3 separate regions of the Mus musculus genome follow, and regions 2 and 3 are each linked to region 1. Evidence: chromatin contacts called from public Micro-C and promoter capture Hi-C data. All regions are on one chromosome and are shown on one strand. Each heading gives the region's core, a stretch centred on a gene start, on an enhancer-like site or on the middle of the called end of the contact. The rest is flanking DNA. Distances are from core to core; before and after follow the strand shown.

What was found. Promoter capture Hi-C pulls out the DNA fragments that hold promoters and counts their contacts. A called contact is a pair of places that touch in the nucleus more often than the background predicts.
Region 2: a Micro-C map of embryonic stem cells shows a contact between it and region 1, with 3 times the contacts expected there. The contact joins the enhancer-like site here to the promoter of St8sia4 in region 1. A contact is called at or near these places in 1 of 39 promoter capture datasets (macrophages), 1 of 484 Hi-C or Micro-C datasets (embryonic stem cells), 2 of 115 datasets of contacts at active chromatin or transcription factors (the SCID.adh cell line and large pre-B cells) and 2 of 9 other capture datasets (liver and pancreatic islet).
Region 3: a contact with region 1 is called in a promoter capture Hi-C map of neutrophils, with 3 times the contacts expected there. The contact joins the enhancer-like site here to the promoter of St8sia4 in region 1. A contact is called at or near these places in 1 of 39 promoter capture datasets (neutrophils), 2 of 484 Hi-C or Micro-C datasets (the C10 cell line and macrophages), 4 of 115 datasets of contacts at active chromatin or transcription factors (CD8 T cells, bone marrow-derived macrophages and cardiomyocytes) and 3 of 9 other capture datasets (adipose tissue, embryonic stem cells and liver).

What each region holds. Positions count from the first base shown.
Region 1 is chr1:95,666,193-95,669,103 of GRCm38.p6, forward strand. St8sia4 (ST8 alpha-N-acetyl-neuraminide alpha-2,8-sialyltransferase 4) reads right to left here and starts at 1,402. Exons shown (of 5, transcript NM_009183.2): 1 at 957-1,402. The coding sequence starts at 1,069. Gm30431 (predicted gene, 30431) reads left to right here and starts at 1,509. Exons shown (of 4, transcript NR_166710.1): 1 at 1,509-1,964.
Region 2 is chr1:95,498,210-95,501,120 of GRCm38.p6, forward strand. It overlaps the pseudogene Gm15427. Among named protein-coding and RNA genes, the nearest start is that of St8sia4, 170 kb to the right of the region's middle. Within about 2 kb of position 1,527, at least 1 of the 459 cell types and tissues checked has an H3K27ac peak or open chromatin away from gene starts, as enhancers often do. A contact at or near this core is called in embryonic stem cells, where this site is marked.
Region 3 is chr1:95,529,722-95,532,632 of GRCm38.p6, forward strand. No RefSeq gene overlaps it. Among named protein-coding and RNA genes, the nearest start is that of St8sia4, 140 kb to the right of the region's middle. Within about 2 kb of position 1,545, at least 11 of the 459 cell types and tissues checked have an H3K27ac peak or open chromatin away from gene starts, as enhancers often do. A contact at or near this core is called in neutrophils, where this site is marked.

The DNA of each region.
Region 1 (2,911 bases), core at 152-2,651:
CCGACTGTGGAAAGCTCCGGACTTGGGAGGATTTCCGAAACAGGACTTTTAACAGAGTTGACAACAGGGCCATATCCTCAGATGTGCGCTTCCAAGCCTTGTCAGAGACAAGAAGTTACAAATCGCTCGCTCTGCTCCCGGATAGACTTCAAAGGCAGAGAAGCCAGGGGAGAGAGGAAGGAAGTGAGATATTTACAGAACTTAATGGGGCGGAGATTTTGATCACATCTTGACAAACTCAAAAAAAAAGAGCAGATATGGTCTGTAAAGGCGCAGTTCCCAGTTCCCTTCTAAAACTGTAACCATGAAACCCGGGAGTTTTATACGTAGAGGAGTGAATAAGGAATTTTCCTTATTGATACTGAAATGTCTAACTTAAAGAAAGAAAGAAAGAAAGAAAGAAAGAAAGAAAGAAAGAAAGAAAATAGATCTTACAGGCGTCCCCTCCCCCAACAAAAACAAACAAAAAAGAGTAAAGACCCACTTCACTTCTGTGACCATAAACTTTGGAGAACGCCGCTTTTTATGGTGTCCTCATAGACTGGCGGGACACAGAAGGAAAGAAAGAAAGAGAAGGCTTGAGGAGTAAAGACATCTCTGAATTCTGCTCAAGCGTTAAACTGACAAGGGCACTCGTTCTTTGTTGACACTTCTGCAGTGACTTCTTTGGTGAGCTGCACCCTGTGCCAATACATCTTTCACCACCACCACCACCACCACCACCACCACCACCACCACCACCACCACCATTGCACAGGGCAAGTTAAACTCATCCTAGAACCAGCATGGGAAACATGCACACACACCTCCAAAGAGCCTTTGTTATTTAATTCATGACACTCTGCACAAGCACGCCCAAACCAATACACACAGCACTCCAAAAACGTCACTCTCCCGGCTCTAAGCACACTTCACTATGGCTTGATTTGGTGTCATATCCTTGAACATGCATTTACCCGATGAGTTGCGTCTCTTGGTGCTCCTCAGTTCTGGCTATTTCTTTTGTCTTATAAAAGATCAGGAGTAGACTTATAGTGCAGATGGTCCACCGTTTTCTAATTGAGCGCATCTTGGGTGCCCGGGAAAGTCCTGGTTGTCCCAGCTCAGGCACCTTCTCCTGGTATAAAGGCTCCGTTTTGGGATGATAATCAAGGGGGAGAAATCTGAAAATTGCGAAGGGAGCGTGGAGCCGAGATCCCAGAATCAGGTCGCTAGGATGTTCAGCGGTGGAGCTCTCCCGGTTCTCCAGCGCTGCCCAGCTCCCTGCCGCGCAGTTAGCGCTTACCGGGCCCGGGTCGCTCTGCGCCGCCTCCCTGGGGCTCAGGTTTCTTTTCAAATGTGACACCTTGTGCATTGGAGGTGGCGGTTTCTTCTGCAGCTGGGCTCGGGGGCGTCACTGGCCCTTTCCTCGCCGTAGCAGGGAAACGATAAGCAAGGCCAGCCAATCACCGTGCTGAGGGGGCGGAGGCTGCTGTTGCCTTGCGTTACTGGCGGCTGCTCGGAGAGTCGTTGTGAGCTCGGTCTGCACTATGCCGGGTGGAGGAAGCTCACAGTCGCACGCGGACGCGTTCTTGCGCACATGCCCCCAAACCACAGACACACACAGAACCACACTATCTCCTAGGACGCCCAAACGTCAAGGCTCCAGATCCGCCAGCTTCGACACCAGCATTCATCTCATCTGAGAAAGATGAGACTCATCCCACCAGAGGAACGCAATGGCTAGGGATAAGGATAGCTCGAGAAAGCAGCCTATCATTCAAAGCGTGTTTGCTAAACATACGTAAACGCACGGGCGAATAAACCCGACCGAAGCACAGTGAAATCCAACAGGGAAGTGGAAGGGGAACGTTCATTATTCAGTGCACAACTCTGTCTGGAAAATACGATTATTCACAGGAGCTGATGAGCTGATCTCGCCCGCAGAGTGGATGGGTAATGAGGATCCCAGCTTGAAGCTTGAGGTAAGCAAGTGAAGTCGGAGGCATCCTTACGAACATTATGGACACTTCTGTGACCCACGCGTTGTCGTTTGGAAACTCCTCACGAAGTGAAGGCAAATCCAATGCCATTTAAACTTCACTGCTGAGACCAGAATTCTGAGAAAAGGCAGCGTCCTCCGGCACACCCACCAACACATTCGTAATCCTAGGGAAGAAGAAAGGAAGGGTAAAAAGCAGGAAAGGCAGGCTCCTCTTGAAAATCCAACTGAAGTGTATTGGGCTCTGATTTTCACCCCTCTTCCCGCCTACCTTTTTTTTTTTTTTTTTTTTTTTTTTTTTTTTTTTTTTTTTACTTCTATTGTATTGTGCAGCTGGCGCGCTTTCTGAGTATTCTAGCTGAGCACCTCTCCATTCCTAGTTTCTGGCACATTCAAGAGAGCTGACTGCTCAGGCTTATCACACCTAACATCTACATGCTTCCTCAGCAGGAGACAGAGCCTGGAAACCAGACTCCTTCCTATCTGTGTGCCTTGGCCCCAGGATTCCAGAGGCTCTGAAGTCTGACTTCCTGCTCCTTCACTGAGCAGTACCTTTGCTAGTCCATTAGCCCATTAAGTTTGCACTTTCCACATCAGCAAATGAGAAGGCTCACCACCAGGATTTGGGTATCCTTGGACTTAGGAAGAATTCAGAGTGACTCAAGGAGCAGCATTAAGTAGAAAGACATGACCCTTGCTTAAAACCCGAGGTTCTAGAACCTTTGCCTAGCTGCTGAGGTCTTTAAAAGTAAACCAACAGAGCTTAGTATAAGACCCTGTTTATGTGTGTCAGTTTCTATTCAAGGTTTAGGAAGTTAAGTCTCCTAAGTTTTGAGAACCTAATCTCTGCAGGACAGGCAACCAAAGAGCCAAGTCTAAAATGCATCAAGGAGCAAGCAATTATGAGTCTTTATTGACATTACAAGTGGC
Region 2 (2,911 bases), core at 277-2,776, 170 kb before region 1:
AATTTTCCCACTCTAATGAAAACATACTATATTTAGGCATGGGTAAGTCACATATTAACCAATGAGGCCAAAGATTGGCATAAAGACTTGATCTGCCAAATGAAGGGGTTATGTACCAAAATATCTGATACAGCCAGAAATTTTTAAAAAGGAGAGAGAGAAAATCTTTTATATGACTGATGATGGTATTTAGAAATATCTTGGGATTACGATTAGAAATTGGTTCTGTGTGACACACAAGTATGAGAGTCTGATTTGCAATACCAGATTGTTGAGGCCAGCCAGCGGCTCACATGTCTGGGTTCGAGCCTGGGAGGCATCTTGGAATCTGGAAGAAAAGAGGGAACCTAGGGGGTGCAAGAAAGGATGGAACCGCCTTTTGTGACTGGCGGTGAACGAGTGCGCAGTGCCATGAAGGCCTCGGGCACGCTTCGGGAGTACAAGGTGGTGGGGCGCTGCTTGCCAACCCCAAAATGCCACACACCACCACTGTACCGTATGCGAATCTTTGCACCCAACCATGTGGTGGCCAAGTCCCGCTTCTGGTACTTTGTGTCACAGCTGAAGAAGATGAAGAAGTCATCCGGGGAAATTGTGTACTGCAGACAGGTGTTTGAGAAGTCACCCCTGCGTGTGAAGAACTTTGGCATCTGGCTGCGCTATGACTCCCGCAGTGGCACACACAACATGTATCGGGAGTACAGGGACCTGACCACTGCTGGTGCAGTCACACAGTGCTACCGAGACATGGGTGCCCGACACCGTGCCCGTGCCCACTCCATCCAGATCATGAAGGTGGAAGAGATTGCAGCTGGCAAGTGCCGCCGGCCAGCTGTCAAGCAGTTCCACGACTCCAAGATCAAATTCCCACTGCCCCACCGTGTGTTGCGGAGCCAGCACAAGCCACGCTTCACCACCAAGAGGCCCAACACCTTCTTCTAGACACAGAGACCCACTGAATAAAAACTTGAGACTGTCAAAAAAAAAAAAAAAAAAAAAAGAAAGGATGGAACCAAGACATTAGTCTGATTAAGGTTCAATTTTAATATTCAGAACACAGGGTTATAAAGAAGGGGGAGGGGCCCATTCCCACCAAATCATCCTTGGAGTCCAGTTGCAGGTGACCACGTGAATACTCCAGAACAGCTAGGCGGCAGGTAGCAGCAGCAGGAGTGTCAGAACGATAGAGTGGCGGGCTCCACACCCAATGATCTCCTGGTGATAACAGTCAAGCCTGATCAGCCTGAGTTCAGGCTGGGGCAGGGGGGTGATGTGGGGGGGGGGAGGGAGGTTACATCTCCTCCCTGTTGTTAATATAAAAAAGAAAGTCTGAGCTGAGGCATAAAATTTATTTATGCTCTATAGTTCTGCCTGAATTCTTAGGGTCTAATGAAGAAACCTGTCTCAGTGGGATTCCCTAACTTTTCTCATAGTAAACCCTTATTGGGTTAAGACTGTCCTTTCTGTCCAAATAAACATTTTGCAGAGTAGCACTGAACTGTTGGCTCCATCTTTTGTAATGCTAAATTAGTTACTGAATAGGTAACTTCCTTGCTGAATTCCTACTGAATTACAAGTAGTCAGCTTCACGGTCTTACTAGGAAGTTGGAACTCTGGCGAAGACTTAACTTTATCAGGATTCAATTTTGAAAGGCACTATAGTAAGATAACACTAAAGGAGAGTATGTGGATCCTCCTTAACAGCCTTGGGTGATAGGCAGGGAACAGAGAGGAGGGGGTGAAGATGAGCTCCCTAGCTCAAGGCCATTTGGCTTGTTAGGGTGGGAGACTGTGAAAGGGCTTGCCTTCTCAGGGTATGATCTCCAACCTCTCTCCCCTCTTTGAATTAAATTAAATAAGGCCACACTTAACTGAGGTGATCAAATGATCTTCTCATCCTTGGATGAGTGGGCATTAACCATGGCTGGGGGAGCATTGACCCGATTCCTCCCGTGGGTGCTGTCAGGACCCACAATCATGGCTCTTGGTATCTTTTGGGGAGGGGAGGGAGAGCCTTAGAAAGATTCTTTTGGTTGTAAATGGAACTAGATACCAAACTCCATCCAAACCAGGTGTGTCTCTCAGGGAACTCAGAAATGGACCTTCCCCTGCAGAGCTTAGCCTTGTACCCACACTGGTGACCATACTGGATTCATATTATCACGAACCAGCATGCACAGTTCTGAGTCCTGTGCAGCTCCCAAGGGAGAATTGTCAACCTCAGATTCAGCAAGGCCTCTACAAGAATTATGCCACTTGTAACACCACAATTTGTAGCTGTAGGCTATATTAGGAGCTGGAGGTCACCCTCCTCATCCCTAATATCTCCACTGCCAGAGGAACCAAGGGGACCTTGCAATAGCAGCAAGGGTGTAAAACTGGAGACCAGCTAAGAGACTAAGCCCGTCTTATCAGAATAAAAACAACATTCTTCTAATATCTGAAATTTCTGCCTTTCTAGCCCTAATAACAAATCTTAATCCCAAATCAGACCAAAAGCCACAATATGTGCTGGAATGCTTTTAGAATGAAAATTAGTAGCTGCCACCTGCATGCCCTTGGAGGCAGGGATGCACACCTGCTGTAGTCAGGCTGAAGATGTTGATTGACCTGCTTGAAAAACAAAATCCAGGCAGTGAAAAGTAACAGTACAAAGCTTCTTTTGGGGAAGTCCAGGTACTTTATTCAGTTGCAAATTAGCAAGGCTCAAGCTCTGGCCTCCTTGTGGGGGAGCTGGTTTTTAGAATGCAGGAAGGCCACAGCTCCTCTGGGAGTGGAGGCTGTACTCTGAATTAACTTTGCTAGGTAATTAAGAATTTTAGCTATCTACAATAGGAATCTCTAATATTGGACTTACTATTAGACCAGTCCAAGATTGAGTTAGAATAACTGATCACATTGAAGAAAAGAG
Region 3 (2,911 bases), core at 295-2,794, 140 kb before region 1:
GGAGTTCTGTTCTTATCCTTGTCTGTCATCAGCTATATAATACCGTCCTATAGCCACAGATGAGTGTACTAATGTCCTCCTACAGGGACCACATACAAGTCATACTACAGTTACATGTATGTGCTTAGGAGGTGAACATTGCCCTTGCCACCATCAGCAAATCCTCTGCTCTCTCTGGTATTAATGAGTATTAGAACCTAATTGTTTATAGCAGATCTGCCTGGGAATAAACTCAAAGGCTTCTAGCCCTCTTTACTGACCAGCACAGAAGATGGAAAAATACTTTATGCTACATTACAACAACTCGTGAAGATTAGAATAAAACTCAGCAATGCTAACTAGAAATTTAGTTTATGTTATTCAATCTGTTATTAACATGAGCTCTGCTCAATACAAAACTGGCTAAGGATGTTCAGAATAAATCATTGAGGAAAATCTCAATATATACAATGTTTGAATGATCTTTCTACAAGAATATCATATTATATTTTTATATTATTATCTTAAGGTAGATTGTCATTATATCTCCCAGACTATCCTGGGATTCACGATTTTCCTGACTTTCCCTCCTGAGGATAGAGATTACAGTGGTCGCCCCTACACTCTGTTCCATTAGTATTGAAAAACCTGGATGGTTTCAGAACTCGAAGAGCATATGTTATAAAATAATTAGAAGAGAGTTCTAGGGGTTTCTCTTCCAATTCCATATATATCCTCCGGATTGATATATGATCTTCTTTTTATGATAACATTGCTGAAGACGTAGGGCCTGATAAAATGTATTACTTTGAAGTCATGCTTTAAAAAATACATCACAATTTAAAATACCGTTACTGTTTTTTATATATGCCCGAAATTATGTGATACTATCTACATTCAACCAGTTTTGCATGTCCAAATAAAATTTAGTAATCTAAATTGAAAAAAGTTAAGTGTGTAACAAGTTCATAACTTAATCTCACTGTCTCATTGTTTTAAAATATAGGCACCTTTCGGCTGTCATGATAATTCTCCAGGGAAATAATACATTAAACAGGATTTAAGACATTAACACTTCTCAGTCCCTGAGGAGTAAACATTTTGATTTCTAGATGTTGGAGATTCTCACCCTTTTTTTAAATAAACAATGTCACTAGAGTCCCCTGATTCTTTCCTAGGCTAGCTGCTACTTCACGGGAAACCTTCTCAAAGTGTCTAGCTAGAAGACAGACTAGGTGGTACCTCTTTCATTGGCTTCACTGTTATCATGATAAAACAATGAACCAACTTGGAGGAAAAGGATTTGTTTTTAGCTTACTGTACATCATTTCTATCAAAATGGTAGTCAGGGCAGGAATTCAGGTCAGGAACTGAAGTGAAAAACCATGGAGAAATGCTCTCTTCTGGCTTGGTCTCTCCGACTTGCTCAGGTTGCTTTCTTAGACAACCCAAGACTCACTGTCTTCCTGTTCAGGAGCAGAAGCACTCACAGTGGACAGGCCCCTTCACCATCAACTACGATTGAAAAAAGTACCCACAGGCCAAACAGAGGAGCAATTTCTCAATTGATGTTTCCTCTTTTCAGGTGACTCTATTTTCTGTCAAGTTGACGAAACCTAACCATTGCAGTACCTTACCTCCTTTCAGTCATTTACAAGGTATTTATAAACATAATACCTTCATTCTGCTTATTCAGAAACAGGTGGGCCTCTCTTGTCTGAAATGTTATACCAGAGGGATCAGCATCCTTCCTGGAACAGAGCAGGTGTTTAAGCCTAGCTCTGAGGGGATAAGAGAATAAATGAGTACCACCCTGACAGTGGAGTCATAGCAGCTGGTATGTTAATCAGTTGGTGAAGAATTGTGATAAAGCTTTTGCTAGGCTAGCACTTGCCTTATCTGTTGCAAATCACTCTGTTTGATTGTTATTGAAGATGAAATCTTTTTGACACCAGTCTTTTCCCATGTTGTCACTTTGGCTTTTATCCTCATTCTTATGACCTATACTTTATCAGTTCTCCTGCCCACAAACATTAATCTATAACTTCAAAACTCTATATATGGGGATTTACAAGAGCCACATAATCAAGATCATTGTTTGTCAAAGGAAGTTTTCACACTAATATTTCAATAACTCTTTGTGGGAGTCAACATTACTATTTTTAGACAAAGGACTTACATATTCCATATTTCTTTTTTATTAATCATTTTATTCATTTACATTTCAAATGATATCCCCCTTCCTGGTTACTCCTCTGCAACCCCCCTCTCCCCCCTCCCCTTTGCCTCTATGAGGGTGCTCCTCCACCCATTCACCCACTCCTGCCTCACTGCTCTAGCATCCCCCTACGCTGGGGCATCAAGCTGCCACAGGACCAAGGGCCTCCTCTCCCATTGATGTCAGATAAGATCGTCCTCTGCTACATATGTGGCTGGAGCCCTGGATCCCTCCATGTATACTCTTTGGTTGTTGGTTTTGTCTCTGGGAACTCTGGGTGGTCCAGTTAGTTAATATTGTTCTTCCTATGGGGTTGCAATTTATATTTCTTTATGTGTGTATACATGCTTGTGTTGTGAGAAGTGGACTTGCTCTCATCTCTTAGAGTCTATATTCTCACGGAGAAAATAAACAAGGAAACAAAATCCACTGCCTATTTTAATATAATCATTATGTAGAGATCATGTCAGCAGATTAATTACCATGATCTGCATGCACTTTGGTTTCTTTTTCTTTGTTATGTTTCTTTTCAATCTTTACTAAGTACACAGTACATTATATAAAGTTGAAATTTTGACCTTATATATGTCTTTAATGCATCCTTCTCTCAAATCTGTAAGTCATATGTAAAATATACACACACAAATACATCTATCTGTGCATATATAACTTAGAACTGAGATATTCTACAACTTTATAATTTTAATAATTGTT